2 separate regions of the Danio rerio genome follow, and region 1 is linked to region 2. Evidence: chromatin contacts called from public Micro-C data. All regions are on one chromosome and are shown on one strand. The core of a region is the stretch at or near the end of the contact, and the rest is flanking DNA. Distances in the headings are between cores, read along the strand shown. Region 1 overlaps LOC100331556 (signal induced proliferation associated 1 like 2). Region 2 overlaps egln1a (egl-9 family hypoxia-inducible factor 1a).

What was found. A called contact is a pair of places that touch in the nucleus more often than the background predicts.
Region 1: a contact with region 2 is called in a Micro-C map of caudal fin, with 2.5 times the contacts expected there. The contact joins two enhancer-like sites. A contact is called at or near these places in 2 of 18 Hi-C or Micro-C datasets (caudal fin and an unstated tissue).

Annotation. Positions count from the first base shown.
Region 1 is chr13:53,086,469-53,090,186 of GRCz12tu, reverse strand. The region is part of intron 11 of LOC100331556 (signal induced proliferation associated 1 like 2); the gene reads right to left. Among named protein-coding and RNA genes, the nearest start is that of egln1a, 90 kb to the right of the region's middle. Within about 2 kb of position 1,461, at least 19 of the 62 cell types and tissues checked have an H3K27ac peak or open chromatin away from gene starts, as enhancers often do. A contact at or near this core is called in caudal fin, where this site is marked.
Region 2 is chr13:53,034,093-53,037,784 of GRCz12tu, reverse strand. All of the region lies in intron 5 of egln1a (egl-9 family hypoxia-inducible factor 1a), which reads right to left. The region is part of intron 11 of LOC100331556 (signal induced proliferation associated 1 like 2); the gene reads right to left. Among named protein-coding and RNA genes, the nearest start is that of egln1a, 38 kb to the right of the region's middle. Within about 2 kb of position 1,469, at least 6 of the 62 cell types and tissues checked have an H3K27ac peak or open chromatin away from gene starts, as enhancers often do. A contact at or near this core is called in caudal fin, where this site is marked.

The DNA of each region.
Region 1 (3,718 bases), core at 212-2,711, 52 kb before region 2:
ACATAAGTATAATTAAGCATTTTAAAATGTATTTATTATTTAAATATGTGTTCATTTACATTAAGTTAAACTAAATACAAAGTATAAATATTTATTTGAAAACTACCAAATATCAAAGAACATTTTTGGCTTTTATTCAAATATTTTTTAATTTTTTTGTTTTGTGTTGTGTTGTTTTTGTTATGTTGTGTTTTTTGTTTGTGTGTTTCTTTTGTTTTGCCTCCTGTTTTGTGTTTTGTTTTGTTTTGTTTTGTTTTGTTTTGTTTTGTTTTGTTTTGTTTTGTTTTGTTTTGTTTTGTTTTGTTTTGCGTTGCATTGCATTGCCTTTTGTTTTGTGTATTGTTTCATTTGGTTTTGTTTCGTTACATTAAGTTTCGTTCAGTTTCTTGTTGTGTTGCATTCCATTGCGTTTTGTTTTTTGTTTTGTTTTGCATTTCGTTTTGTTGCGTCGCCTTTCATTTTGTTTTGTTACATTATGTTTAGTTTAGTTTCTTATTGTGTTGAATTCCATTGCGTTTTCTTTAGTTTTTTTGTTTTGTTTTGTGTTTTTTTTGTTTTTGTTAATTTGTTTTTTTTTTTTTTTTTTTTTTTTAGTTTAGTTTAGTTCAGTTCAGTTTAGTTCAGTTCAGTTCAGTTCAGTTCAGTTCAGTTCAGTTCAGCTCAGTTTAGTTTAGTTTCGTTTCAATTGTTTGTTTGTTTGTTTATTTGTTTGTTTGTTTTGTAGAATATGTTCAGATACTTAAAAAAACTAAGATAACTTAATGAATATGCAAAAAAAGTACAAATATTTCAGTAAATGTAAAATTACACTTTTGGCAAACCAAAAATGTACTGTAACATCATTTCACAACCTTTTAACCATCATTGATAAATTCAGCTTTAAAAGGTTTAAAGATCAAGGCACAAGTATCACAAAACATATTTCTTTTTCCATCGGTTTAGTCCCCTATTTATCAAGGGTCGCCACAGTGGAAAGAACTACCAACTATTTCAGCATATCTTTCACACAGCGGATGCTCTTCCAGCTGCAACAGAGTACTGGGAGGCACCCATACACACTTTCACACACACTCATACACTACGGCCAATTTTGTTTGCCCTATTCACCTATAGCGCATGTGTTTGGACTGTGGGGGAAACTGGAGAATCCAGAGGAAACCCACGCCAACACGTGGAGAACATGCAAACTCCACACAGAAACGCCAACTGACCCAGCCGGTACGCAAACCAGAGACCTTCTTGCTGTGAGGGGACAGTGCCAACCACCACTGAGCCGAAATAAATTGGAAAGGTTACAAACAGTTAATGATAAACTTCATTGTGATGCATTTTTTCAGTGTGTTAACATTGAGTATTGACAGTGAGTGTGTGACATCATCAGAATAGTTGAATCATCATCATCATCCTCCTCCGCTGTGCATTGCAGTAACATTACTCATCCATACCACATGTGTGTGTGTTGTGTCTCCTCATCTGAACAGATTGCCTGGAAACACACAGACTCAGAGAAAGTGGCGTCATCAGGCTCCGGATGGGAATCTGCAACTCTATCCGCTTTTAAATGGAGCGAGACAAAGAAACGGCACTCAGTTTCCAGCACTTCAGTGTGTAAATGCTTGCAGGAAGGTAAATGGTGTGTGTGTGTGTTTATGTGCTGACTGGGAAATGTTATGTCATGACTGAAGCAGATATGATGGATGAGTGTGAGTTAAATGTATATGTAGAACACACAAAAGCATTTCTAACCTGCACTATTGTAATTTTGTCACTGTTTATAAATTTACAAATTATTTTGCCTGTTAATATTTATACACCTATACAAACTTATACATACTTACCGGCCACTTTATTAGGTACATCTTACTAGTAGTGGGTTGGACCCCCTTTTGCCCTCAAAACTACTCTACTGCCAGCAGGATAACGTGCCGTATCATAAAGCATGAATTATCTCAGACTGGATTCTTGAACATGACAATGAGTTCACTGTACTCAAATGGCCTCCACAGTCACCAGCTCTCAATCCAATAGAGCACCTTTGGGATATGGTGGAACGGGAGATTCACATTATTTATTCGCACACACACACACACACACACACACACACACACACACACACACACGCACGCACGCACGCACACACACACAAACACACACTCATACATACACAATTACATGTACACACAGACACACACTCACATGCACACACACTCAGATTTACATACTGTAGATACACACAAACACAAACCCACAAACACACAATCACATATACACGCATGCACACAAACACACACACACTCACACACACACACACACACACACACACACACACACACACACACACACACACACACACACACACACTCACATATACAAACTTATATACACAAACAGACACACACACACACATATACATATTTTTACACATGCGACCACACACACACATACACACAGACACACAAAAATATACATAATTACATACACAAACGCACTCACATACATATACACACTTACACACTCACACACATACACACATGCACAGACACACAAAAACATACATAATTACATACACACACATGCACACAAACACACACACAATTACATACACACACACACACACACACACACAGTATACAAACACACACACACACACACACACACACACACACACACACACACACACACACACACACACACACACACACAGTATACAAACACACACACACATTATACAAACACACATTATACAAACACACACTCACAGCATACAAACACACACACACACACACACACACACACACACACACACACACACACACACACACACACACACACACACACACACACACACACAGAGAGAGAGAGAGAGAGAGTAGCTGCTCTTCAGGTTGGACAGGCAGATTGTTTCTCTGAACTGTGCAGGTCAGACCTGCTCCTGCTTCACCCTGGTGACTGTAGCCATCGGCAACTTAAAGCATGTGACGCGCACAGAACATGTTGACTGTTAATATTTCTGTGTGGGAAACTCAATGCCAGAGATGGAGAGCATGACGAACTCTACAGTATCACACACCAGCTCTGAGAAGTGAGAGCATTCCGCATTTAACTCTTTCCCTCCATATTTGTATTACAAAATAAATATTTGAGTTATAATTCTGATTTATATTTTGATAATTAAACTTATTCGCATACATAAGGCACATACAAGTTACTTATTACTACGTACACTCACCGGCCACTTTATTAGGTACACCTACCCCATTTGCCTTCAGAACTGCCTTAATCCTTCGTGGCAGAGATTCAACAAGGCACTGGAAATATTCCTCAGAGGTTTTGCTCCATGTTGACATGATAGCATCACACAGTTGCTGCAGATTTGTCGGCTGCACATCCATGATGTGAATCTCCCATTCCACCACATCCCAAAGGTGCTCTATTGGATTGATATATGATGAATGTAGAGGCCATCTGAGTACAGTGAGCTCATTGTCATGTTCAAGAAACCAGTCTGAGATGATTGAGCTTTATGACATGGCTTGTTATCCTGCTGGAAGTAGCCATCAGAAGATGGAGACACTGTGGTCATAAAGGGATGGACATGGTCAGCAACAATACTCAGGTAGGCTGTGGTGTTGGCACGATTCTCAATTGATACTAATGGACCCAAAGTGTGTCAAGAAAACATCCCCCACACCATTACACCACCACCACCAGCCTGAAC
Region 2 (3,692 bases), core at 220-2,719:
AGAGTTGACGGTAACAGAGTTGACGGTAACAGAGTTGACGGTAACAGAGTTGACAGTAACAGAGTTGACGGTAACAGAGCTGACGGTAACAGAGTTGACAGTAACAGAGTTGACGGTAACAGAGCTGACAGTAACAAAGTTGACGGTAACAGTTAACAGTAACAGTGTTGACGGTAAAAGAGCTGACGGTAACAGAGCTGACGGTAACAGAGTTGACGGTAACAGAGTTGACGGTAACAGAGTTGACGGTAACAGAGCTGACGGTAACAGAGCTGACGGTAACAGAGCTGACGGTAACAGAGTTGACAGTAACAGAGTTGACGATAACAGAGCTGACGGTAACAGTTGAAGATAACAGAGTTGATGGTAACAGTTGATGGTAACAGTTGACGATAACAGAATTTACAGTTACAAAGTTATCAAGTAGCAGATTAGACACTTTTTACTATTTTGTGCATTATCTAACGATGCTAACCTCAAACGAGACAAGGCATGTCTAAAATAAAATTGTATGTATTTTCATCATGTTATTTGGACGTCACATTTGTTGATTATCATTCCAGTTTAAGGAAAATGAATAGAAAATGTTTGTGTACCTTAAGTGTCTGAAAACATTGCATTAATTTTGCGATAAAGCATGTTAAAGTGATATTTCAGTTCACCCAATAATTAAAACACACTCACTATTTACTCTCCATCAACTGGTTCCAAACCTTTAAGACTTTCTTTATTCAGTTAAACACAAGAGAAGATGGAAGCTGAAAACCTGTATTCTTTTGTGTTCAACAGAATAAATAAACTCAAACAGTTTTGGAACAAATTAGTAAATGACAGAAATTTCAGTTTTGTATGAACTACCCCTTTAATGTTGCTAAAAATGTGGGAATATCCGTCCTGTGTGAACATTAGTAAAACTCAATAAAGAGCCGCAGGCTGACTTCAACTTTGACCCACTTCTGAAGGATTTCACTGGGTTTGTTCTGGTTTACTCAGACTTTTAATCGAAGTTCAACTGAAGTGATCTTTAAGAGACAGTTTACCCAAAACTTTCAATATTATTTTATGAACTTTCATGAATGTCTTTCTTGTGTTGAACACAAAACAAGATATTCTGAAGAATGTATAGATACAAGCAGCCGATGACATCTATAGTAGACCAAACAGAAGTCAATGGCAGTCATTTCCCCACAACATTCAGCATTCAATATCTTTATCTGTATTTAAAAATAATAACAGGTTGGAAGGGTGATTAAATGGTGACAGAGTTTTTCTTTTAGGGTGAACTGTCCCTTTAAAACTCATATTTAATTCAGTTTATCTTGAGTTTGACAATAAATCTAAAATATATTCATGAAAATGTTGGGAATCGAACTGGTATTGAAAGGAATTTTCCTAAAATCATCACCAGTATTTGTCATGCAGGCCTGATATTGATTTTAAACTCAGATCAACATTGCCCCCTAGTGCACGACTCTGGTCATTATTAGTAAACAGAAAGCTGACTGTGCAAATCTCGCATTTCAATGAATTTATTGTATTGTCAGATTTGGTTGTTGAATCACAGTCAGTCACGTCTTTAAATTATTCACATTTTGCACATAGACATTAATGTTATTTTTTTAGGTTATTTGTGTATTTATGTACTTTGTATAATTTCTGTTTATCATTAAATATTTGTCCACCTGTAAATATGTTTTGATTTATGAATAATTATCTGTTTGTAAATAGTTATTTGAGAGCGTAATATTATTTGTATTGAAAGTAGTAAACAAATTATTTATAAATGTTTATGTATAAATGTCTATTTACAAATATTTGTTTATATATATATATATATATATATATATATATATATATATATATACATACATATACATATACATATATATATATATTCTTGAAATTTTTTTTCGCCAAATATTTATTTATTTATATGTTTGTAAATAATTATTTGAGATCATTTGAAATGGAAAACATATATAATAATAATTTAAAAATATATATTAAAAATATTTTATAAATGGCAACCTACAAATATTTAGCCCATTTGTTTTTTAAATATTTGTTTATTTATCTATTTGTTAATATATTTGAGATAGTTTAGTGTTGAAAAATATTTGTCTTGAATATAATATAATTATGCATGTATGTTTATCTATAAATTTACATTTCTTTACAGATATATTTTAATTATCTGTTTCTCAATATATTTGAGATAGCTTTAGAGAGTAAAAGTATTTATCTTGAAAATAATTTTTTTTTAAAGAAGTTTATCTATATACATTTAGCTTATCTTTTCCTATAAAATATTTGCTAAATCATCGGTGTGTTAATAATTATTTGAGATAATTTGAATTGGAAAACAAACATAATATAATATAATATAATATAATATAATATAATATAATATAATATAATATAATATAATATAATATAATATAATAATGCATATATGTTTATATAAATATGCATTTATTTACAAATATTTGTTTACATGTATAATTGAAATATTCTCTGTAGACTGGTCTGTTTTGTTTAGTTGCAATTTTTTTTCCCAAGTGATGTATAACAGAGCAAAGTAATGTTTCAAAGCATTTTTATCTCTCTATATATATGGAAAATAATAAAAAATCTAAAATCGCTCTGGTTAATATTATTATAGATTTTTCTCTCGATTGTCTACAGTAGGGGTGACCAGGATCTACCTTCCTGCATATTTCAGTTGCAACCCATATCAAACACACCTGCCTGTAATTATCAAGTGCTGTTCAGGTCCTAGTTAATTGGTTCAGGTGTGTTTGATCAGGGTTGGAGCTGAGCTCTGTAGGAAGGTAGATCTAAGATCTAAGAGGAACAGGGTTGAGCAGCCCTGGTCTACAGAACAAATCACTGTGATCCAATGACTTGCAATTGACCCAATAAGTAAGCTAAACCTTTCAATTCAACACTTTCTAGCAAAATAACTAGTAAAATATTAAATTCAGTCATCATAGCAAAAACAAAAGAAATGGAAAAAGAAATGTAAAAAATGATGTTAAATGATATTCATTAAACAGCACTTGAAAAAGATTTGAAAAAGAATTAGAACATAGTTTTTGCATAATTATAATAGATTATTAATTTATTGCAGTATAATCTTCTTCTACACTGCTGCAAAAGCGCCCCCTGGCGGAGACACGAGGAGTTCTCAGCAGAACACGGTGATATTGCAGTTTGATATTGTTAGTGATATTGCAAACTGGTGTTGTCATACAAGATTAAGCACAAATATATTAAAGGTTTTTGTTATGTATGGACATACAGCATTCATTTTACTCATGCAGCTTCAGATATTTAATAAAAGTCCTAAATTTGACTATAAATGTAAACATCATCATGACCACAATGTGGAGCTGTCGAGCAGCTAAAATACTATCAAATGTTTTCCTGAACATAGAAAACAGACAAATCTTGTGATTGTATATTATTAAATGACTAGAATTTGAATAAAAAAAAACTAATTAATATGAAACAATCTTTCCAACTTATCCAGCATATGTTTTATGCGGCGGATGCTTCTATGCACTTAGCATAGAATTAGAAGTTGCATGCCCTTTATTGGTGCTGCGATTCGAGTTAATCCACAGCACACACGCGCATTGCTTGAAACATTCTTTTATTGTAAACTGAGTTATTTATTTTGCTGTAAAAAA